Regions from separate parts of the Mus musculus genome. Here regions 2, 3, 4, 5, 6 and 7 are each linked to region 1. The links are chromatin contacts, called in public promoter capture Hi-C maps. All regions are on one chromosome and are shown on one strand. The core of a region is the stretch at or near the end of the contact, and the rest is flanking DNA. Distances in the headings are between cores, read along the strand shown.

Region 1 (3,407 bases), core at 618-3,117:
TAGCAAGGTCAGAGTCCCAGAAGGGGGCCAGGAGGTCTGTGGTGAAGGTCCAGTCTCAGTCGCAGTGGAGACCTCAGGATCTGGGAGATACCAGGAATGTGGGACAAATGCTAAGGACAGCAGCAGTTGTGGAAAGGAACTGACTCAAGCCTTCAAGACAAGCCATGTGTTCTGTGGATGGCAGGCTAGCAGAGCAGAGCAGCTTCAATGATTTGAGGCCAGAAGATAAATAAATAAAATAAAGAAATCTTAAAGTATGTCAGTATTTTAGACTTTACAGTAGCCCACATTTAAGAGACTAGATTTTATTTAAAAAGATAATAAAGACTATCCAGTTATTGGTTTTTTTGTTTGTTTGCTTTTTGTTTTTGTTTTGTTTTGTTTTTTTTTTGAGACAGGGTTTCTCTGTGTAGCCCTGGTTCTCCTGGAACTCACTCTGTAGACCAGGCTGGCCTCGAACTCAGAGGTCCACTTACCTCTGCCTTCTGAGTGCTGGGATTAAAGGTGTATGCTACCTTCTTAAAATATTGGGATGCTAGCATGAGACCTTAAGGACAAATAAGAAAGGAAAGGCTATGCTTTAACACAGACGAGCTGACGGGGTGAAATGTCATAGTTCTTTTGTCAAACTAGACACCTAGGTAGAGGGAACCTCACAGCTGAGAGACTGCTTCCAGCAGATTAGCCCATGGGCATATTTGTGGAGGCATTTTCTTGATTGCAAATTGATTATAGGAAGGCCTAAGTCACTGTGGGTGATACATCCCTAGCTAGATGGGCTTGGGTTATGTAATAAAGCTAGCTGAAAAAGTCAAGGGATGAAAGTCAGTAAGCAGTGCTCCTCATAAGCAGTGCTCCTCATCATAAGCAGTGCTCCTCCATGGTCTCTGCTTCAGTTCTGATCTCCAGGTTCCAGCCTTGAGTTTCTGCCTTGACTTCCCTCAGTTATGGACTGTAGCCTGCAAACCAAATAACTGCCCCTTCCCCAAGCTGCTTTAAGTCAGAACGTTTTATCACAGCAACAAAGAAGCAAACGAATACAGGGACAATTAGGCTGGGTGGCAGGATGTGAGTCAGGGCACCCGAGGCTGCCCCAGGGAGGGTGGGGCTCCCTGGGAAAGGTGGAGTGGGGTCCTTGTGCAATCAGCCCTGCAGGCTCCCTCTTTAATTCTTTTTGAAATTACATTTATTTTATATTATGCCATATGTTTGCATTGTATGTAGGTGCAGGCACTTAGATCTAAGGGCAGCTTGTGGAAGTCGGTTCTTTCTTTTTACCATGTGGGAGGGAACTAGGCATCCAACTCAGTTGGTCTCCTTTGGGGCAAAAGCAACTTTACCCATGTAAAGTGGCTTCCTGTTTCTGAAGTGTACTCTCAGGATGCCCATTGCCGGCCCAGCATCAAGAGCCTAGGGCTCCTGTGTCCAGGGAATATAAAGATCTCCAGTGTATTTGCTGAGCTTAACGAGTGTAACGAGTGGTCCTAAAGAAGGAAGTGGGCTGTGATTTGTGTCTGTTGGCTAAGAGGAGCAGAAGAGGCAAGGCTGCCACGTGGGAGGGAGGGCTCCATCAGCCTGGGTGGGCAGCCCTCCTCAAATCCTGGGACACAGACCTCTAGTGTCCTCCATATCCTGCTGGACAGACACCTGGCTAGGAGGCTTACTCCAGCTGCAGCCACATGTCACCCAAAGGCCCTGCACGGCTCTCACTGGTCCCGGGGCCAGGAGACCCTGCCACCGTCTGATGCTTCCCACCCGCAGCCCCGCTCCGTCACGTTCCAGCCGCCTGACTCAGGCCGCACGGGGCGGGCTGGGAGCCGGGAGGCGGTGCCGGCGCCCGCTCGGCCCCAGAGGCGGCACCAGGAAGCACCCGCCCCGGCCGGAGCCGCCATGTAACCGGCGCCGCCCGTAGCCCCAGCCGCGCGGGCCCCAGCGACCCGCCCGCCATGGGAGACGAGGATGAGGACGAGGGCTGCGCCGTGGAGCTGCAGATCACCGAAGGTGGGTGCCGGATCCCGAGGCGGCTCTCCCGGACGGGTGGCAAGAGTCAGCGACCCTCTGGGCTCACTCGCCCCCCTGTGTCCGCAGCCAACCTCACCGGGCATGAGGAGAAGGTGAGCGTGGAGAACTTCGCGCTGCTCAAGGTGCTGGGCACGGGAGGTGAGAAACCGCTTTCACTGGCATGGTGCTTTGGGCCTTCTGCCCGCCCACTCGCCTGGACCTGGGCCTGGGCCTGGTTGCTGGGGAGGTCCCCCCACCCTTTCCCGGCATAGCTCCCCTTGCCCGCCCCGCCCTACCGTACCAGGGTTCCGAGCCTACTTGCCGGGCGTCCACGTTGACAGGACTCTTCTCTGCAAAGTCCTATGCGTGCGTGCCCCCTGCCGCGATTTCCTAGCCTCTTTGGGGTTTTGACTCCCTCCCAAGAGCTTTGCACAGCTTCTCTCCCCATCTTCCCTTGCGAGCCCCACTCTTGTATTTTGCAAATTCCCCAGTCCGGGTTTGCACATCCCTCCGCTGACTGGGAGCGCGCCTCTGCCTCCGGTGCCAGCGTTTTCATCTTTTCTCAGCTCTCTTGATCATCCCAGGTTTGCACGTGCCCCGCCCCTTCCCCGCCCCGCAGGCCTTCTGGAGTTGCAAGCTCCCCAGGCTAGTTTGCACTGCAAATTGCTTTTCAGGCTTAACCGAGCACCCTCCAGGGAGGGCTCACCTTCTCCTTAGAAGGCTCTGTCAGCCTTTTGCACCCCCCTTCCCACCAGTCTGCACCGCCCTCGCACTTACAGCCCACCTTCCAACCGCTTGCTTGCTGCTCCCACAGCCTATGGGAAGGTGTTCCTGGTGCGGAAGACGGGTGGGCACGACGCGGGCAAGCTCTATGCCATGAAGGTGCTACGCAAGGCGGCGTTGGTGCAGCGCGCGAAGACACAGGAGCATACCCGCACCGAACGCTCGGTGCTGGAGCTGGTTCGCCAAGCACCCTTCCTGGTCACACTGCACTACGCCTTCCAGACGGATGCCAAGCTGCACCTCATCCTGGGTGAGGGCCTGTCACATCTCAGCTTTGGAGAGGGACGGGAGTTAGATTAGGCTACCTTGTAGGGAAACATTTCAACGTCTCCTCACTCCCAGACTACGTGAGCGGTGGTGAGATGTTCACTCACCTCTACCAGCGCCAGTACTTCAAGGAGGCTGAGGTTCGAGTGTATGGGGGCGAGATTGTGCTGGCCCTGGAACACCTGCACAAGGTAAGAGACGGCCCTGCCTTTTGGCTGCTCTCCTGGGACTGCCCTGAACCTAATGAGGGGCTTCCTGTTTCAGGGGTGGCCTGGGCGGGGACCTTGAAAGAACTGCTTGAGACAGCACTACCTGGAAGGGTCTTCTGCTCCAGAACCTTCTGGAAGGGGCTTTCC
Region 2 (3,068 bases), core at 232-2,731, 1.9 Mb after region 1:
GACCAGGATTTCCTAGGCTAGCCTTAAAATTAATAATCCTTTTCCCCCAGTTCCTTGAGTGCTGGGATTATGGTGTGTGCTACCATGCCAGACATGATTTAAATCTTGACTTGAGGGAAGGATGAGGTCAAGTGGCAATTCATTTAAGTCTAAGTCTCCCCCCATGTAATTCTGCCTTCCTGGCAGGGTTATTCTGATGTAGGTAATTAGATAACTATCCTGAACATTGACAGTTTGTGCCGGAGCTCGCTCAGAACTCGCCGCCCCTAACTACATCTTTCTGTGCTGCTGTTTTCTCTCCATCCCCCAGGCTCAGAAGTACAACTTGTGGAGTATGAGGCCTCAGCCGCTGGTCTCATCCGCTCCTTCTGTGAGCGGTTTCCCGAGGATGGGCCCGAGTTGGAGGAGGTTCTTATCCAGCTGGCTGCAGCAGATGCCCGATTCTGGAGGAACCAGGCCCAGGAGGCCCCACCTGGCCAGGCTTGAGAAGATCTGTGTGGTCTCTCCCCTCTTTGTCAAACCAGGGCTGTCAGTAGCTCTGAGTTGTGTGTGATTAGGAGTCAGGGGAGGGAGGGGCAGGAGCTTGGACTTTGGTGCTACCTCAGCTGAGGGTGGTGATGCGAACCCCTTCCATTTGTCAGCACTTTGCAGTTTACCGTATGTCCTCAGTTTCTGGATCTGCACTGCCATCTATGGCCGGAGCTCAACAGGGTGCCTAGTCCGGTTTTCCACATGGGAAGGTGGCAATTCTGAGAAGTGACTGTTCTAGACCCGGCAGGTGGCATGTGACAGAGCCAGGGCTCAAAGCATTCTCACCAAATCCAGCGCTCTTCGTGTATTACTTTTATAGCCAGAAAAATAAATATGACGACCACCATCTCTGCAGTGTATGTTTCTTTCTCTTCCAGTTCAAAGCCAGGGGAGGGCACACTACATCACTTTAGGCTTCCAATCCACAATAAGATTTTGAATATCATTTCCAAAGGAATGCACAAACTCACAACGTGTTCCGGAGCTCTTCTTTGTGACATATTTCTTAAGATTTGTGTGTTCGTGTGCATTTTCTTCATGGGTGTGGTGGTGGTAGCAGAGACCAGAAGACCCCATCAGATGCCCTGGAACTACGGTTACAGAATTGTGAGCTGCCATGTGGGTGCTGAGCAGTCCAGGGTCCTCTGCAAGAGCAGCAAGCACTCTTGTACTTTCAAATGTTTCCGGAGCCAAAGAACCGTAACACACTAACATGAGATCCTCACCCATTAATTTGTTTCTCAGTCTAGTCTTAATCCCTAAAAAGCGCTCCTCCCCAGGCCTCAAAGCCCAGGCCCCTGTCTTTAATGCAGAAACCATAAGTCAACATTGCATAGGACAAGGAAACCAGTGCTTATTTGGTCCCAGCCGGGACAATTTTACCCCGGAACCTTTGTTCCTGTGCTTTCGGATGCCCGGATTCTATTGGGTGTTGCGCGATGGCTGAGCTGGTTGCCAAGGCGACGCCTGGGAAAATGGCTGCGGCGTCTTCATCGGATTCTGACAGCGGGCGAGCTGAGAGGTTAAGTCCCGGATCCTCACCGCTTCCTTTCCCTCAGATGAATAGATGGTGCTTGGTAGCGGGTTCTGGGCTCTTGCTTTCGAGCAGCGGTGGAAGTTCTGGGAGGGCCCTTTAGAAATCAGAAGAAAGCTGATGGCCAAGAAGTATCTGTATGTGATTGGCTGGTCACTCCGGGCGCCAATTGAGCTCAGATCTAGACTTGGTATTATCCTTTCGATGTTCGTGCTCTGTTTCAGGCGTCATCTCGCTTAGAGATTTTATTTATTTATTTATTTATTTATTTATTTATTTATTTCGTCATGGGGCTCACTTTCCAACTATCTTTTTTCCCTCTCAGCAACGAAGCCAATTCTAAATGGCTGGACGCACACTACGACCCCATGGCCAACATCCACACCTTCTCCTCCTGCCTGTGTGAGTCTCTAGACATATCTAGGGACACCCAGATTCTAGGAGGATGGGAGGAACAGGGAACGGTTTCATGGAGAAATCTTTGAGATTCTGAGACTCCTTTTCGACCCTTTTGTGTTTTCTAGCACTGGCAGATTTGCATGGCGATGGGGAGTACAAGGTAGGCAATCAGAAAGTTGAGTGGTGTGTGTGTGTGTGTGTGTGTGTGACACTCAGAAGTGAGATTTGCAAAGAGGCTCAACATACTCTGGAACTCATCAGTACTAAAAAGGCACACTTCGTTGCAACTTCTTTCTTTTAACGATGTATTTTTATTTTGTGTGCGTTGGTGCTTTGCTTGTGTGTGTGCTTGTGTAAGGTTTCAGATCCCTTGCAACAGGATTTACAGACAGTTGAGAGCTGCCGTGTAGGTGCTGGAGTTTGAACCAGGATCCTCTGGAAGGACAGCCAGTGATCTTCACTGCTGAGCCATCTCTCTAACCCCAGAATTTCTTAGTAATTTGGAAAGTGAACATTAATTTTATAACATGATCTGCAGAGGTTAAACAGCAAGATGTTGTGGATTTATAGTACCAAGACATACGATTTTCTCTCTCTCTCTCTCTTTTTTTTGTCTTTGTTTGTTTGTTTTTCAAGACAGGGTTTCTCTGTGTAGCCCTGGCTATCCTGGAACTCACTCTGTAGACCAGGCTGGCCTCAAACTCAGAAATCTGCCTACCTCTGCTTCCCAAGTGCTGGGATTAAAGGCATGCCTCACCACTGCCCTGCTGACATATGATTTTCTAAAAAATAATTTGAGGGCCAGGAGTGGTAGTGCCTGCCTCTAATCACAGCACTTGGGCAATAGAAACAGGGCGATCCATGAGTTTGAGGGTGACCTGTGAAGTCCAAGGCCAGCCAGGTCTGCTTAGTGAAACTGCATCAAAAACAAAAAAACAAAAGCGAACTAACAAACAGAGCAATCTGCATCCCAAAACACAGCATCAAAATGAATTTATCTAGTGTTGGAAGGATGCATGCAGTGTGGAGGTCCGGTGACAACCTTTGAGAGTCGGTTCTCTCCTGTCATGTAGGTCCCAGCAACTGAGGTTAGGTCATCAGACAT
Region 3 (3,307 bases), core at 347-2,846, 1.8 Mb after region 1:
TGCTCAAGGCACAAGTCCCCTTTGTGGCCAAGCCCCACATCAGAGACTCACTGGGGATATAGAGGTCAGGGGCATTGAGATCTTTCCGCGGGGGCAGAGGCACATCATGGCTGTATTGCATTTTCCAGTTCTGGCCGTGGCGAGGTGGTCGGGTAAACAGGAGCAGAGAGAAAGAGAGAGAGGGTTGAGATCTGATGATCAGTCAGGTTATCCGCGAGTGGGGAGAGGCTGGCCAGCTCTCCTGGTGGGAAGCTCACCTGATGTGTGTATGGGAAGACCAATAGCCCTAGCTTCTTAGCGACATAGGCTGTGTCCACAGCAAAAAAATACTTGAGTTTGTTCACGGACACAAAACGGTGCAGCTGGAAGTAAAGAGAAGAGGCTATGGATGAGCCCTACCGTGATCCTTCCTAAAGGATGCCTGGGGAGTAAGATGGGATCCTGTGACACCCCAACCCTGGCCAGAAGCCCTGCCTCCCTCCTCCCGGGAGCCCAGGGCACACCTCTTTGTGCACTATGTCCTTCCCTTGGGATGCTATGGAGGTGCCATAGGCCATTGCCATATTGGCCACTGGGTCTCCAAGCAGGTTGTTGACACTGAAGGCTACATCAGCTCCTGGGGCTGGGTATCCGCCCAGTTGGCTGGAATAACCACCACTTGTATCATCGAAGAGTGGAGGAGGGTCTGGAGCTGCCCGGGTCCTATGCTTGGAACCTGCAGGTGTGAGAGGACCAAAGTAGATTACAGAATTACAGAGCAAGAACCCAGACCACTGCCCTTTCCCCAGGCTGGGAAGCTGTGCATAGGTCCTAAGGCACCGAACAATTGAGGAAAAGGCAGGATGAGTTTTAAAGTCGATCTCCTATCCTTCGGGGGGTCAGGGTGGGGGATCATTTACTGCATGCAGTGGGAAAGGTGTGCCTAAACATGGCTACCCATTTGGGGTTTCTAGGAAGTCTCTCAAGGGAAATGATCTCTGAGTACTAGCGAGTGAAAAGACGTTTGCTTGGGCACAATCACCGCAAAGACATTCCTTGACTTAACACAGGTAGAAAAGGCAATATTGGCTATTCGGAGTCCCTGGACAGTGGTCAGGAATGCTGCCCGAGTTGTAAGAGGGAAAGGAAGTTCTGGAGGCAAATTCGGTACAAGCAGGATTAGACTTGAGGATCCCAGTAGTGCTGTCGCAGCCTGATCTCAGGACTGGCTAGTAAGGGCGAAGTCCAGGACACGCTGCAGTGTGGCAGGGCAGGAACCCGAGAGACACTCTCCCCGCCCTGGGCAGCGGTCACTGCAGACCCTCTCCAACAGAACCAGTGGGTCTCTCAGCGTATTTGGCTCCCCGCTGCCAGGCCGCGCCCCGCCCTCCCCACTCCTCACGCACCGTGGACTCCATATGCCGAATGGTAAGCCATGGCCGTGACGTTCGCTCTACCCAAGGGTCGTGGGTACTTCGCTGAGTCGTGGGTACGAACACTACTGAAACAGCTACTTCTCTTGCCTGGTCCTGACCGAAGTTACCCGACGGCCCGACACGTCCCAGGGCTGTCCGATCGCGGCCGCCATGTCCTTGGCGTCACACTTCGCTGTCTACCATTGGCTCGTCGGAAGAGCTGGTTCTCCCCCTTTACACTTTCAATTGGCTACTGGTGAGCTCTCTTCCAATCGGGTTTTGTCATATTCAACTTCCGACAGATAGGGGGCGGAGCTACTCAAGATGTTCTCGGATTGACTAGTAGGCTGGCTAATTTGCGGCGCTACCAGCCAATAGGTGAGAAGGAGTTGTAACTTAGTTCCGCGTCTGCGCCAAGAGGCGCTTGACGCTCCTTGCCACGACTACGCCAATAGGAAGATTAAAGTCCTGACCGACCCAACTAGTCAGGGCACAAAGCTGGCTCCGCCGCAATGCAGTCCAAGAGGAATGCGGCGGTCGGTCAAGCTCTGACTGATCCCTGCCCCTACTCTGTGCTCTTTCCTCCAATTCACTCCATCCTGTTTTGGAGCTCCGGCCTGCTAGAAATTGTTGTTGTTGCCCGCACCGGGAGAGTGACAGCGCGGCCCTGAGCCCTGGAACGCTGACTCCTCCTCCGCCCTCCCACTCCTTTCAGAACTGGTGCTGTCCGTCGGCTGGTGCTGAAAATGCCCTGTAGAGTCCGCCGCTGGGCTCATCCCCGAGGGCCTCTGCTGGGAGGGTTTGGAATCGCGCTCAATACGTTATGCACACACGCACTCACACGCACACACGCGCTCACGCATGGGGCAGGAGACAGAAACTGAGACCACCCAGAAGATACGAAGTCCTGGTGGTATACATGGGACAGGAATCTGTACTGGGCCTTGTTCCATCGCTTTCTCCAGTGGTCCGGGAGATTTGGGAGGCAGAGGTGTAGTGACCTGTCTCCTGAAGGTCTCCTGAGTCATCACCAGTCCTGTGATCTCCAAGTGAGGCCCGTAAGCTTCACTCCTAGTCTCCTAGGCTCTTTTCTTCCCACCCAGGCTGTAACCACTCCCATCGTCGCTGGAGACAATCCCTCCAAGGGTCCCTCTCTCACAGACTGTCAGGTACTATTCTCTAGATAGCATGACACACCCTCGGATACTTACAGCTGACTAACTACTCAGCGTTTAGTTGCATAAGGTCAGACTTTTCTGATCCCCAAACTCAGCCCATGCTGTCCAACAGCTGCTTTTGCTCCTCCGCCTGGGATGCGGGAGATATGCCTTTCCCTTTTTATCCATTTGTCCAAATCCTTTAAGAGTCATGTTAGCTTGCTTGTGAGATGGCTCAGCAGACTGCCAAGCCTGAGAACCTAAATTCAATTCCCAGACGGTGGAAGAAGAGAGCCAACTCCGAAAAATCTTCCTCCGATTTGTACACTCGAGCTATGTTAAAGTGCACCTCTTTGCACCATCCCGCCCAGAGAGAGATACACAGAACAAATACATTTAACATGTAATTAATTTTGGGGGGGGGGGGAGATCGGGACTGGAGAGATGGCTCAGTGGTTAAGAGCATTGGCTGACTGCTCTCCGAAGGTCCCAGCAACCACACAATGGCTCACAACTATCTATACAGCTATTGTGTATTGTATATATAAAATAAATAAATAAATCTTGCCAGTTGTGGATGCGTACGCCGGTAGGATTTGGTGAAGGAGGCAGAGGCAGGAGGATCACGAGTTCAAGGCCAGCCTACAAAATCACGAGTTCGAGGTCTACAAAATAGTTCCAGGACAACCAGGGCTATACAGAGAAACCCTGTCTCAGAAAAAAAAAAAAAAAAAAACAACCAACCAAACAAACAAA
Region 4 (3,180 bases), core at 21-2,520, 1.8 Mb after region 1:
TCAACAAAGGAGGCAGGAGGAGAAACCTCTGCAGAACAGATTGAAAATCCAAGAGTTAGGGTGGAAGGTATTTTCAGAAGGAAGGAGACAACGAGAGATTGATACTGCCAGGCCCCCAGAGAGAATAGGTCATCTTGGATGTAGATGCTTCTAGTTCACACTGGTGTGATTTCTACATCTCTGGTTGCTGCTCTGTAAGTCTTTCCCATGGGGAAGGCATAACTCCTTCCCCCAGGAAGTTTTTTTTTGTTTTGTTTTTTTCGAGACAGGGTTTCTCTGTGTAGCCCTGGCTGTCCTGGAACTCACTCTGTAGACCAGGCTGGCCTCGAACTCAGAAATCTGCCTGCCTCTGCCTCCCTAGTGCTGGGATTAAAGGTTTCTTTGTTTTTTATCTCATATTCTCCCAGTCTCATGTCCGACCACCCAGTGAAATGTGGGTGTTTCATCAGGACAGGGCAGCAGGCTGTCCTACTCGCCCAGTGCAGTGCCAGCTCACTTGATGACTGGGAATTTCTAAACCCAAATTAAACAACATAAACTTTTGCAGTATAGAAACTGGCTTTTCCTTCTTGGCAACCCTACTTGGAGTAACGCTCCTTCACACCCATGCAAGTAATTATAGCGCCGGACCTGCAGGAGAGTTTAGTAGCATTTCCTCCTGCTCTGAAAATCCAGATCTCCAAAACAGCCTCACTGTTCCCCTTTTCACGCCTCAGACCCTCCACACTGGCAATTCCTTTTCACCGTTGTATATACTCTTTCTAAGACGCAGGATGAATTCAAGGATCTCCTTCCTCCAGCTGACTCTGATCCTGACTTCGTTAAATGAAGTCACAACCAATCGTCCCTCCTTAACCCGGGTACAAATAGGGGATATACCATTGCTGAGGGTTGTAGGGAGTGGAAGAGGCACACGGTAAACGCGCGGTGTATAAGCACCTCCACAGCAAACCTCCAGGGAAAGCAGACCCCTCCCTACAGACACAGAGGACAAACTCTGCGGCGCAAGGAACTATCCCACCTCGATCCACCCTCGGAACCGCGGGCTCCTCTCAGGCCAGCGCGCGAGTCGGGCCGGTTAAGTCTCTGCTTTAGCTCCGATCCGGAAAGCCCAACCCAGCGCCGGGCGTGGCCATACGCACCGCAGACACTGGGGCCTCCGGCCTCACGTCCAGGACTCCCGGAGAGCTGTCCGACCCAGGGTGTGAACGCCGCCGCCGTTGATCTCCGGAACAGTGCTGCGCAGGATTCTCTTTCTCCAGGAGGTGTCGACGCTTCCGTGTGCGTCATCAGGAGGCGCCCATTTGTGGCGCTTACAATGGAACCACTGGTGTCCAGGCATGCCGGGATACGGCGGACGGGTCTCCATAGCAACTGGCCCCCAGTAACCCAGGCCTTCAGCCTGTCCTAGCATTGTGGTCGGTGTCCTTGGGTCCACCGCCGTCTAACACGGTGCTCCGGCCCACCACCCCTCGGCTTAGGAGAGTAACAGAGCCAGCTGTGGGTGTGACATTCGTTTATTTACATAATGTCATCCGAAGGCAAATGAGCAGCCCAACCTACTGGAGGGCACAGATCTGGGACTTTAACCTTTATCTCTTTCCTCCTTCAGGGATCTCGGAGGGCGGAGGGCGAAGGCATGAGAGAACGGGAAACGTTCTTAGCACTACATTCTACGTTTTCATCTTTCTTTCCAAAAGCCTCATTTTATTAAACACTCAAGCTTCCCACCTCTAGCCCATTCAAACTTTTTGCTCTGCCGCTATCCACCCAACATGGTTAATAGTAACAATATCATAATAACACTGTAGCAATATTAATAATACTTCACATTTGTACGAAGTTTACAGGATGTTTACACATACAGCGTCTCATCTGAGCCAACAGTTCTGTGAGGTAGGTATTTTCACCTCCCTTTTTACAGACGGCGTAACGGAGGCTCAGAGAAGTAATAGTATTTGCTCAAGGCCACACAGCTAGTTAGTGGTAAAGCTGAGACTTGACTCCCAGCACCCCATAGTCAAGTCCAGTGTTCCAAACCCATAGCTACCTCTGTAAAGTGGAGGCATGTTTCTTACCCCAGTCAGGCCTGGAGCCAGATACTGACAATTCTCAGACCATGGAAGACAAGGACTCAGCATCGGTGGGGAGAGTTGGGGTACCTAGCCTTCAACTCCTGTTTGAACTGGCGGTAAAGGATCTTATTGCGCTGGTTTTCAGCCTCCTTTTGGGGATGGAACTTCAATGCCTCCTTGAATCCCTTATGAACCAGAAAACCTTCGTTCAGCACCTCAAAATTAAACCCTGCCACGTGCAGCTCACAAGCCTGGAAAAGGGGCGGGGGGGGGGGAGGGAGAGATAGAGGAGGGGAGAGGGAAGAGAGGGAGAGAGACAGGGAGAGGTCACAGTGATTTAATCACAATAACTTAATGATATCCCCAGGGCCCACATGATCATCCCTAAAGTTCCACTCCACTGTCCTCAATTCTCCATCATCCAACCACTTTCTTCTTGCTTCACTGCCTCCTTTCCACCAATGGCCACTTCACCCCTGACACGCCTCCAGTCTTAGTCCTACATGCCCTCTCCCTTTTAAGTACCTGGCTGATTCGATTGAAACCATACTGCCGAAAGCGTTCGTCAAATGTGGGCACCTTTCCTCCAGCCACATAAAATGGTTCCCAGGGGTCCCTCCAGGGCACCACGTAGGCAGGTCTCAGCAAGCTCTCCTCTGGCAGGTTGACCCAGCGGGAGTAGTTGGTGGGCGCATGGCAAGGCGTGCACAGCCCATAATAGAAGGGCCGGACTTCGCCCACCTGATAGAGCTGCACCAGCTCGTTCTTGTTCATCGGCATTCGGCGGGACCGGCGGATTTCAAATGCAGGCACCACCAGGGCTGTGCCATCCCAGTGATTGCTCTGATCCAACATTTCCCTCAGGCCTCTCCACAGCCCTTCGCTGGGCACCATGTCCACATCAATCACCAGGGCGTAGTTGGCCTCTTCCCGAGCCAGATTCCTTAACAGGTTATTGGGATAGGAGGTGTTGGTCCCTAGTGCATAATTAATCCCGGGCTGGGCCACCCTGGCTAGCTTGTCAAAGACCTCTTGGCAGGACCGCAGCAGGGCAAACTCTCCAGGTTCTCGGGGGTCGGGCACAGCAGCCTCATAGCGCGAGGGG
Region 5 (3,198 bases), core at 678-3,177, 1.3 Mb after region 1:
GCTTGGAAACAGAGAGTGGCCAAGGCCCGGGGACCACCATCCAGGGCTGCCCTTTGCTGTAGCCCAGCCAGCACCTCCTGTAGGAACCACTGTGGGCCCTGAGTCTGGTCTTTCTCCTCTTCCTCATCGTCAGCACAGAGCAGACACAGCAAATGCAGGCGGGCCAGGAGAACCGTTGGGTCATGAAGGAGACTGGGCATGAGGCCCCGGCACAGCTGGGGCCCCAACAGCAGCGGGGCAGCCTCTTCCCCCTCTGGACCTAGTGGGCAATTCTCGGGGAAGCTCAGGATGCAATGCAGGTAAAAGAGGTGTGTGGGCGAGGGTAAAGCTGGGTGCTGGGCTCCCAAGGTGAGCCTGCGGAGGAGCAGAGCTTCATCCTGTGCAGTGAACAGGGCCTCGCCAAAGGCCGCCTTCAGAGACAGAACTGAGTGTAACAGTGTCAGCTGTGCCGTGCCCAGCAGCCGAACCAGCTGTGGCTTGAAAAGCACTGGTGGCTGTCCCCGAAGACCCCGGAGGGCCCAGCCCAACAGCCACAGAAGTTGAGCCTGAGCCACAGGAGTGAGCAGATAGGAAGTGTCCAGAAGCTGGGCCACGGCAGCCTTCAGCTCTCGGGCGTCCTCGGGGCTGGGCTCTAGAACCGGAAAGCCACGCTCCTCCTCCCCAGCTGTGGGCCAGCTGGGCCCCTGGGGCTTAAGATGGGCATCCCATTCCTCAGCCAGGGTCCAGTCCCAGGGACAACTCCCAGTGGAGAAGTCCTCAGCCACCAGCAGGCCTTGCAGGCCAGCCCCAGACCTGGACTGTACCACCAAGGTGTCGTGTAGAACAAGGGCCAGAAGCAGGCTGACAGGCTGGATGGGACCTGTTTGCCCTGGGAGGCTCCGCAGCATCCCCAGGGCGCCGGCCAGCAGCCCAGGCTTACAGCGCTCAAGTTCTCCAAGGCATTCACAGGCTGTGGCCTGTAGATGGCGCTGTTCTGAAGGGGTTCCAAAGCTTCGTCCCAAGTCTCGGCCTGAAGCTAAGCCAAGAAGTAAGGGCAGAAGCCGGCAGGAAGCTCCCGAAGTGGGTCCGAGAGCATCTCCTGACACCAGGGCTGTAGTGGCTGCCAACAACAGGAGCCTCCGGAGAGCTGAAGGTCTTGTGGGCAGGAGGACAAGCGTGTCCAACAGGGAAGTGGCAGCAGCCTCCGCGGCAGGTGCATCAGGCCAAAGTTTATCAGAGTACTCCAAGCTCAGTGTCAGTAAGGAAACCTGAGATGGGGGATTTAAGAGGAACTCGTTGAGTTCAGCATGCGGTAGTATGAAGCAACCATATGGACCACGGCAGGGCACACGGGCAGGACCTACCTTGGTCTGCTCGCTTAGCTTTTCACTCCTTAGGTCACTCAACAGGTCGCGACCCAAATCCTCACCTTCGGCACCTGCCAGAAAGGCGGATGGGCTGGCTCGGAAGGCCCCCAGGCGCTGGGCCCAGGCTTCTCGACCTAGGGGCCCCATGGTCAGTCATCCACTTCTCTGTAAAGGGAAGAGAGCATCAGACACCGAGGCGAGGACGACGCGCAGGCCTTTACGGCCACTAGAGGGCGCCCAGGTCCTCCACCTTCCCGAGGGGCTGCTGTTACCCTAGGGCCGTCTTGCAGACCCCTCCCCGCCCCCCAATGCCTAGGTCCCGAGATGAACTCTGGAGGCTTCGGAGATAATGCCGGAAGCAACAGCCCGGGCCCCTGCAGGATAGGACCCGCAGGATCGGGGTGGGGGTGCCCAGAAGGTGCGTGCGGAGAGCTCATTAAGCCTCCCGCCTACGAAGGGCATCGAAACCACAGCGTCGCTCGCGCCCCTGGCGCCCGTGGTAACGGGTCGGCCTCTCTCACCGCTTGAGTCAGCTGCCGCGGGCGCTCGGTCGGCTCCTTCCGGGCTGGCAGGCTGGCGGCGCGGGCCGGGGCGGGGCGCGGCGCTCGGCGCGTGGGCGGCCGGGACGGGGCGAGCCCGGGGGCGGGGCGTAACGGAGCCTCCGCCTGCCACGCCCGCCAGGCCGGCAGGTGCCGACTCGCCGGTTTCGCCAGGTCTGAGTAACTGTCTCGCCGTGCAGGCCCCCTGCCCCGAAACTGCCGCAGGCACGGGCAGGGGCGGGGTTTGGTGGGCCGGGCTCCCGGTCCGCTCCCCGATGGAACTGCGTTCCCAGGCCCTGGAGCAGAACAGCGGCTTGGGCAGATCGGGAAGGCGGCCAGCGCGTCCCCCAGTCCTCCCGCCCGGGCCCGGTGACTGCGCGCTTGGCCCGGCTGCTTGAATGCGGGTCTTCGGGCGGCCGCTGGGTGGCGCGCGAGGCGCAGTCCCAGGGCAGAGCAGGAAGAGCAAGGCGTGGGTCACTGCGGGACCGGTCGAACCGGCGCCGCAGGGCTTGGCTTGGCGTCCTCAACGCTGACCTGGCGTCGGGGGTGCTGGGGGGGACCACCTCGCTCTGCTTGGAGGCGAGGACCCGGGGCCAGGGTCGCAGCCGGATGGTAGCTGCTGACCTTTGCCCGAAGTCGCACGGATTGCCTACAGGGGTCGGGCGCGCTAGAGTAGAGCGAGCAGGGCGGGACCTTAAGACGCAGCGAAGCCGAAACACAACGGGATCCTGACTCTAGGTGTGCGTGTTGGCGGGGCCTGGAGGGTCACTCAGCTCGTAACACACCTAATATGAACCGAGAAACCAAGGCTTGAGAAGACAACGGCCGGGCTGCCAGACTTCTGGCCAAGTAGTACACACGCTACCTACTAGAGTCCAGAGGACTGTATCTGGGCTTGTTGGCGAGTCCCAGGCTGTGGGTGCTCACTGGCCCGCTAGTTTCAGGGGCTCAGACCTTCTGTCGTCCAAATCTCATACTCACCGTCCTATAAAGCCTCCTGCTAGCCACTTTGAAGATGAAACACCTGAGCCCCCATTGCTAGCCTCTGGCTATTTCTTTGTCTTTGTCCCTTTGGGTGGCCCAAGTTCCTTCCTAGCCCCTTATCCTGACCTGGCTGCAGATGAGAGTGGTGAGGTAGGGTCCTAAAAAGAAGACTGCCTGGGCCCCCAGAACAAGGGTAGAAGAAGAGAGAATGGAGACATGGGGGCGTTGGGGGAGGCACGGGGAGCTAGAAGACCTGGTCTCTGCTCTTCTGGGCTCTGGCTCCACAGCTGACTCACAGGCGACAGCTCTAAACCACTTCCCTCTAGGTG
Region 6 (3,579 bases), core at 343-2,842, 1.4 Mb after region 1:
CTTGCTTACCCACACAGCTCTCCTGTTCATCAGGCTCGTAGCCCTGCGGGCAAGGGTTTGGTTGTTGAGCATGGGCCGCTGGCGGTGGAGGTCCTTCACCATGGAGATCACTGATGACGGCAGCAGAGCGAGGCAGACACAAATAACCCCCGTAGTGGTTGATGCATTTCATCTCACCCTTGCAAGCCTCCGGGATGGTCAGGCACTCGTTGACATCTGCAGAGAGGGGCCTGCTGGGCACAGCCAGTCACCTGGGCTGGCCCTGGAGGTAGTGGGAGGCAGATGCCCAACTTGGCCTTCTCTAAGCTGAGCAACAGAGCAAGACTTTCTCTCTGCTAGGCAAACTAAGGCTGCTGACCCAGAAGCCCTGCCAGGGATTGGCAGGACTGGGAGTGGGGCCCCCTGTTTCACACTGGTATCTCCATTCTCCTGCCTCCTCAAATCCCTGCCTCTACCTTTGCCCAAGAGAAATTTTGCGGGCCTGCCGACCCACGGGGCATGCACGGCTCTCCCAGGCTGCATTGGGATAAAGAGCTGGGCTAGGCAGGTACAGTGCAGTCCAGGGAAGGTGTGCGTATTTCCTTCTCTCTGGGCAATAGCCAGGTGCTCCCTTCCCTCCTGCAGGATAGAGGCCGTTTGTCCAGCTTCTTGAAGGGGCAGGGCTCCTAACTGAGTGGCACAAGGGAAGCATGGCTGGCTACCAAGCTGGACAGGGAAAAGGGCCATCAAGTTCCTGCAGCAGCTCTGGGAGGTAAGGTATCCCTGGGAAACAACAACCCCCTTCCCAGTTCCTGAAGATGGCTAGTACCCCAGACAGAGACTCACCCCGGCAGTGCTGGCTGTCTGCATCCCACTCATAGCCATCTGTGCATTCCTGGAAGGGAACCCGATGTGGCCAGTGACCACCCTGGCTGTCTCCACCAACTAGCCAGGCCAAGACCAGGGCCAGAGTTCAGAGTCATGCTCGGGTCAGCTCCACACAATGGCCTCCAGCTTTCCACCAACCAAGCCGGGGAGAATCTTGCCCAGAAGCAGCCTCCCCAGGATCCTGATCTCACTGTCCTTCCCATCCCATCCCAAGCTGGTGACCCCACGGTCCCCACCGTGTAGCTGTCCGGCTCCTCGGGATCCTGTGGGGACGCTGCTCCCAAGAGCAACAGCAGAAACGCCCAGAGCAGCAAAGACCCGGGGAGGCAGGAGGCAAAAGGGAGCATCCTGAGGCTGGGAGGTGGTGGGCAGAAGTCAGGGGTTTCTGCCACAGCACCCCCCATTCCCTCTATCTGGAAGGGGAGCCTGGGTCCCAGCTGTCTCGTCTCAGGACTGTGCTGAGGCTGGAACCTTCCAGGGCTGGGGACAGAATCCTTTCGCAGGCCTATGGCCCAGGCCCGCAATCCCGGACCGCCCCGCCCCCGCCCCGCGAGTCGTGAAGCGCAGGCCTCCCCGCTCCGCGCAGCACCGACTCGGCCGCCAAACGGCCCGCGCCCTCCCTCCGCTGGAGGCCACTCACGCGTCGACTCCAGCAGTGCCTGCGGGCGGGCGGACGGACGGACGGACCGCGCAGCTCACTGGACGCGCGGCCCCAGGAAGCGCCCCCCGCCCGCCCGCCGGCCGCGGCCCACCCCGGCGCCTCCGCCCGCCCTTCGGCGGATTCCTGAGCCCGCGCCAGGGGGAGGGACCCCGACCCCCCGGCTTCTCCGCCCCGGCCGGCCACAGGCCCCCACCCGGTCCCCCGCGGCGCTGCCTGGAGTCGCCTGCGGACGCCCAGCCAGAGTTTCCCAAAGTTTGGATCCTTAGGCCACTGACCTTGATGCTTGGCCCCCAAACTCACCTAAGGACCCCGGGCCTTCACTCAAAATGTTATTCTGCCCACCTAGACCCTATCTAACCTGTGCCTCCGGAATCCCATGCTGTGCATTCGCACCTCCGTGTAACCCGATTCTGCGCCTCCCAGAACCTACTAGGCATTTAATCCTCAGAGCTTCAAATTCTACTCCTTTCAGAATTTTATCCAGTGTTAAACCATCATCACTTAGATGATCCTAAAACTTCATCCAAGGTTTCCAGACCCTCGTCCAACTTAATTAATTGTCCAAATTAATTGTCCAATTCCCTCTGCATCCACATCCACGGCCTCCAGGTGGTCTCTTTACTTGGGGTACTGCTTCCCCAAGCCGTGCCAGCGCAAAACTACAGTAGTATGGGGGAGAGGGCAGCAGTATTCTTGGCTCGAAATGAATGGAAGCCCCTGGGAAGGCGGGCAAGCTTGAACTTGGGCGCGGAGGACACTAGGGCCCAGTGCCAGCCCTTTCCCGAGCCTCTTCCCATCCAAGTCCCCCACCCAGTTTCCGCCTCCGCCCCCAGCGGAGATCATGCCTTGGAGGCGGAGTCTGGGTGCCTCCAGCGCCCAGGAAGGGGTGAATGGGCGGGACTTCGCGTTGCCCACGTCTCAAGGCGGGCCTAGACGGGAAAGGGTTGCGTGTCCAGGGTTCCCGTGCCTGGCCCAGACCGCTAGCGGCAATAACCAGGTCTTCCTTAACTTTCCCTTACCCAACCTCTTTCCATCTTGTTTGTTTGTTTGTTTTTGTTTTGTCATTTTGAGACAGGGTCTCACATTGTGTAACTCTGACTGTTCTGGAACTCACTAAGTAGATGAGGCCTCGAACTCACAAAGATCCGCCTGTTTCTGCCTCCTAGGCTCTGGGATGAAAGGTGTACACTACCATGCTCCGCTCTGCCTTGACGTTTAAAAAAAAAAATCTGCTTCATTTCATTTAACTGTCTGAGTGGTAATGTATGTGGTATATTCGTGTGTACCTATTCACCTTATGTTTTAAGACAGGGTTTGTCGCTGGAAATTACTAATTTAGCTAGATTGCGTGGCCAGAGTGCCAGAGTGGTCTGCCAGTCTTCACCTCCCTGGCCCTCTAAGGGTTACAAACCTGCATCACCACTATAGCTGGCCTTTATGCTAGGGCTGGAAATCTGAACCCAGACCCTCATGCTGTGTAGCAAGCGGTTTACCCAATAAGACATTTCCTCAGCTTCCATTGCCTTGATTAGAAAAAAGAAAAAAAAATTAACGGGCTGGAGAGGTGGCTCAGCAATTAAGAGCAATGACTGCTCTTCCAGAGGTCCTGAGTTCAATTTCCAGTAACCACATGGTGACTCACAACCATCTGTAATGGGGATTGGATGCCCTCTTCTGGTATGTCTGAAGACAGCAACAATGTACTCACATACATGAAATAAATTAATAAATCTTTAAAAAAAAAAAAAGAAAAAATAAAAAAATTAACTTTTAATGATGCATATACATGTGTATCTGTGTGTTGGTATATACACCCGAGTGCAGGTGTCCACAGAGGCCAGCAGTGTCCCCTGGACCTGGAATTACAGGAAGTTGTTAACTGCCCGATGTGGGAACCAATCTCAGGTCATCCGGAAGAGGAATACTGGAGCCATTTCTCCAGCACTGACTTTTTTAAGCAATAGAGGGTGAGGGGTGTAGCTCAGTAGCATCCTGCTTGCTTAGCATTACCAAGATCCAAAGTTCAATCCCAGGAACTAACTCCTGACACA
Region 7 (3,585 bases), core at 716-3,215, 1.9 Mb after region 1:
TAGAAGCCAGAGCTCGGAGCTTCAGATTCCAGGATTGTTCAATGGAATGACAATCTCTAAAGCCAAGCATGGTGGCATGTGCTGGTAATTCCAGCGTTTTGGTAGGCTTTAAGGAAGGAGGGCTGTGTTCAATGCTAGCCTGGGCTACATGGCAAGACCCTGTCTCAAACAAACAAAAACAAAAAGTATTTTCATTACCAGATGGATGCAAACGTACAGAAAAGCCATGACCCATTAAAACAGAATGTGGGGTGTGTGTGTGTGTGCGTGTGAGAGAGAGGTGGGGGGAAGAGAGAATATGTGTGAGTGAGAGAAAGAAGGAGAGAGAGAATGTGTGTGTGAAAAAGAGAGAGGAGAAAGAGAAGGAGAGAGAGAGAGAGAGAAAATGTGTGTTGTGTGTGTGTTGCTGCAGGAGTGGAAACTGTATAGTGGAAGGTCTTATAAAATCAAAGGTCCTCTCACCTGTGCAATTGGTACAACAGTGATATGTTATCTCAGGGTTTTTGCAAGAATTAAATGAAATTCTATATGGCAAGCCGCTGGTAAAGGACTTCATTTAACATGCACTCCTGTTGACTGCGGTTATAACACGACACCATGCAGCTTGGTTGGGGGTCTTGGGCCCTGGGATCCTTCACTTGCCTGAATTTGCCCTTGGTGGCTATGGATAGCCCTTATTTTCCTATCTGGTTACACTTACATTTCAACTGGGTCTCAGTCAGACAACTTTATACCTCGTCTAGAAACAATGAGAACAGGCAAAAGGAAAGAAGAGGACTTTCCTCGGGACACATTTTTACAGAATTCCCCCTTATAATGACACTCACCAATCAGAACCAAGAGCTACTAGCGCTGTGGTGACAAGGCTGGCCTTAAGCACATGGTTGCTCTGGCCCCTCTAAATAGGCAAGGTAAGGAAGGTGTGTTGGATTTCAGTCCCGAAACACTACCTCCTACACAACTCTAGGGGACAGCACTACCTCTTGATGGCTGCCCATCCCTTGGGTAGACTTAGTCCTGAAGTAAAGCTGACAGTGTTCCAGAGTAAGAGAAGTGAGCTATCTAAAGTCACACAGCTGGTAGGAGACAGACATCTGATTGAACCCTAGACAGCCTAAGTCAGGCCCCAGCTCTTTGCAGTGCTTACCACATCTGGTCAGCAAGTACTTGCAAGAGCCATGGGTCACCCAGAAAGACTCCTCCCTGACTACCAAGAGTAAACAACATGCTTGTCTGCATCCTGGGCTGCCCTCCAGTCAATGTCACTGGAGACCGCTTTTCTATTCTAGCTGGCAAGTGGTCACACTAAGAAAGTGCCAGCTACTAGCTGGCCTCGACTTCAAGTGCGTTGAGGAAACTGGGGTTCCCAATGTTTTAAGGATGGCTTCCATGGCGACCCAGTGGAGCACCTGTAGCATTTTTCTGCACCCCTGGGACTACTGGTGGATGGGACTACTATTCGCACAGCCTACATACACTCTTTGTAAGAGCTTCGTAGTCTCCAAATAGCATCTCCAAATCCTAAATCCAGGGAGGAGGGGGTCCACATTATTATAGTCTTCTCTAAGTGGAGGTTCCTAACTGCCAAATCCAGGGTAGGGACACTGGAGGTGAAACCCCAAAGAGAGCAGGCTCCCAGCTACATGTGTGGAGGCTCCCGATGTATAGGAACTCTCACGTTTGGGGACCTTGTCAGTCCCCTCTGTCGGTACCCGACAGCAGCCACGCGGGGTACTGAGAAACTCAAACTTTTTCACCAAACATCGCCCTACGCCACGCCTCTGTGCAGTGAGGGCCAGCAGACAAAAGGCCAAGGCCTCGCGGTCCTTGCAAGGCAGGCACCACCCGTAGCGCTTGGGGGCGGGGAGAAGATGAGGGGAGGAACTGTCTTCGGTTCTTCTACTGGCTGTAGCTGCTGTCCGTCTGATCCCTGGGGCGACTACGGGTCGGTAGGGGCGGGGCTTGTGTCCCAATGAATGGGGCGGGGAGCCGGAAGCAGGAAGTGAGTTTGCGAACGGAGCAGCTGCAGCAGGTGAGGTACAGCGCCTTGGTTTTGGGGTCACGGTGTGTCATCTTCAGGAGATCAGAGCGAGGCCTGGCTGTGCATGCAAGATCATCCCCTTTCTGTCCACCCTTCAGTGCCTCTTCCAAATCTCTCCCAGCTTTTGGGCAAGGAGAATTTCCAGGCAGTAAAGAGTTAACACCTCTTTCCGAGCGAAGGGGTAGATGGGGCGGAGCCGCGCAAATAAGGAGTACAGAGGGTGGAAACGTGTCCTTAGCCAGGGGCGGAGCGTGGAGAATGTGGTGGGTTCGGAATTCCTTGGGTCCCAACTGAGCTGAAAAGCTTTGGATAAGTTGCTTGCTTTCCAAATGTCATATGGTTCCTATCTGGAAAATGGGTTGTGCCCTTATATGGCTTCCCAACAGAGCAACAGAAGAAAACAGGATAGTGAAGGGCTGAAGAAAGACATGAGACTGGGGCAGATGCTAGGAGGGAAAAGCTGGGACAAAATATCATTGCTGTTTTTGATTTATTTTTTGACAAGGTTTTATGTACCCCAGACTGACCTTGGAATCTGACCCTGGGCCTGGTTGTTGGTTAGACAAACTCTACCAACTGGGTCACATCCCTGTCCTGGATTTCATACCCAGCTGTTGAGCTTGGTGTCATACTCACAGTCAGTGTTGCAGAGGAGCAAAGAGCAGTGCAGGGAGGTGAAGCGGCTGCCCTGGGTTTTAGACCTTTTGGTGGAGCGGGGTTGGGACGGTGGGGTGGATATCCAGCATGAAGCCTTTGTCAGCAGTTGTGATGAGCTAGAGGTGTTGGGAAATTCTGAACAGAGACTAGGACATCTGAGAAGGTGGAGATGAGGCAGGGAGTGGCTGGGGCTGGGAGTCTAGTAATGAGGCTGTGTTCTGCCGGTTCTTCCTTCGTACACTTGGCATCCTGGGCCTTAGTGTCCTCATCTGTAATATGAAGTGATTGGATTCAGATTTTAAGTCTGAGAGGCCACAGGCCAAAGCTGGCCCGCAAGTATTTGAGTCTTTGAATCCCAGCATTTCAGGTGAATGGATGCGACTGGATTACTCCCTCCTGGACTTCTGGATGGAAGAAGTTAGTTAGCTCATGAGCTTTCAGAGCAGCCGCGAAGATGCTGCGCTCTCTGAGATGACTGTGATGTGTTCTTGCAGGGCTCATGGCAGATACCCAGTACATCCTGCCCAATGACATTGGTGTGTCTAGCCTGGACTGCAGGGAGGCATTCCGCCTGCTGTCACCCACAGAGCGCCTCTATGCCCATCACCTGTCTAGAGCTGCTTGGTATGGGGGCCTGGCAGTGCTGCTCCAGACATCCCCTGAAGCCCCCTACATCTATGCCCTGCTTAGCCGCCTCTTCCGTGCCCAGGACCCTGACCAGCTGCGCCAACATGCCCTGGCTGAGGGTCTTACTGAAGAAGAGTACCAGGTCAGTTCTCACAGGCTCGCCTGGCTTCTGAGGGGCTTCTGGAGATGTGCGAAGGACCAGGAACAAGGGGCATAGGGCTCTCTCTCCAACTAGGTAGAGGATTAGACTAAAGGGTGCT

Evidence for each region. Promoter capture Hi-C pulls out the DNA fragments that hold promoters and counts their contacts.
Region 2: a promoter capture Hi-C map of liver shows a contact between it and region 1, with 7 times the contacts expected there. A contact is called at or near these places in 1 of 39 promoter capture datasets (liver) and 1 of 9 other capture datasets (liver).
Region 3: a promoter capture Hi-C map of liver shows a contact between it and region 1, with 4 times the contacts expected there. A contact is called at or near these places in 2 of 39 promoter capture datasets (both in liver) and 1 of 130 datasets of targeted methods (pancreatic cancer cells).
Region 4: a promoter capture Hi-C map of liver shows a contact between it and region 1, with 4 times the contacts expected there. A contact is called at or near these places in 2 of 39 promoter capture datasets (both in liver).
Region 5: a contact with region 1 is called in a promoter capture Hi-C map of liver, with 3 times the contacts expected there. A contact is called at or near these places in 3 of 39 promoter capture datasets (hippocampal neurons and liver).
Region 6: a promoter capture Hi-C map of pre-B cells shows a contact between it and region 1, with 4 times the contacts expected there. A contact is called at or near these places in 2 of 39 promoter capture datasets (hippocampal neurons and pre-B cells) and 1 of 130 datasets of targeted methods (pancreatic cancer cells).
Region 7: a contact with region 1 is called in a promoter capture Hi-C map of liver, with 5 times the contacts expected there. A contact is called at or near these places in 2 of 39 promoter capture datasets (both in liver).

The regions. Positions count from the first base shown.
Region 1 is chr19:6,839,087-6,842,493 of GRCm38.p6, reverse strand. It overlaps Rps6ka4 (ribosomal protein S6 kinase, polypeptide 4), which reads left to right and starts at 1,867. Exons shown (of 18, transcript NM_019924.2): 1 at 1,867-2,001; 2 at 2,089-2,160; 3 at 2,816-3,034; 4 at 3,127-3,242. The coding sequence starts at 1,947.
Region 2 is chr19:4,905,040-4,908,107 of GRCm38.p6, reverse strand. Bbs1 (Bardet-Biedl syndrome 1 (human)) reads left to right here and starts at 1,481. Exons shown (of 17, transcript NM_001033128.3): 1 at 1,481-1,552; 2 at 1,890-1,966; 3 at 2,089-2,123. The coding sequence starts at 1,506. It overlaps Dpp3 (dipeptidylpeptidase 3), which reads left to right. Exons shown (of 18, transcript NM_133803.2): 18 at 311-879. The coding sequence ends at 486.
Region 3 is chr19:5,086,827-5,090,133 of GRCm38.p6, reverse strand. It overlaps Yif1a (Yip1 interacting factor homolog A (S. cerevisiae)), which reads right to left and starts at 1,596. Exons shown (of 8, transcript NM_026553.4): 1 at 1,386-1,596; 2 at 504-715; 3 at 258-362; 4 at 52-130. The coding sequence starts at 1,416.
Region 4 is chr19:5,039,453-5,042,632 of GRCm38.p6, reverse strand. It overlaps Brms1 (breast cancer metastasis-suppressor 1), which reads right to left and starts at 1,270. Exons shown (of 10, transcript NM_134155.3): 1 at 1,143-1,270. It overlaps B4gat1 (beta-1,4-glucuronyltransferase 1), which reads right to left. Exons shown (of 2, transcript NM_175383.2): 1 at 2,601-3,180; 2 at 1,499-2,326. The coding sequence ends at 2,135.
Region 5 is chr19:5,566,753-5,569,950 of GRCm38.p6, reverse strand. It overlaps Ap5b1 (adaptor-related protein complex 5, beta 1 subunit), which reads right to left and starts at 1,927. Exons shown (of 3, transcript NM_001362046.1): 1 at 1,868-1,927; 2 at 1,344-1,511; 3 at 1-1,247. The coding sequence starts at 1,493.
Region 6 is chr19:5,472,703-5,476,281 of GRCm38.p6, reverse strand. Efemp2 (epidermal growth factor-containing fibulin-like extracellular matrix protein 2) reads right to left here and starts at 1,592. Exons shown (of 11, transcript NM_021474.3): 1 at 1,508-1,592; 2 at 1,104-1,221; 3 at 826-874; 4 at 10-216. The coding sequence starts at 1,214.
Region 7 is chr19:4,926,667-4,930,251 of GRCm38.p6, reverse strand. It overlaps Dpp3 (dipeptidylpeptidase 3), which reads left to right and starts at 1,965. Exons shown (of 18, transcript NM_133803.2): 1 at 1,965-2,032; 2 at 3,193-3,467. The coding sequence starts at 3,198. It also overlaps a transcript of Peli3 not described here.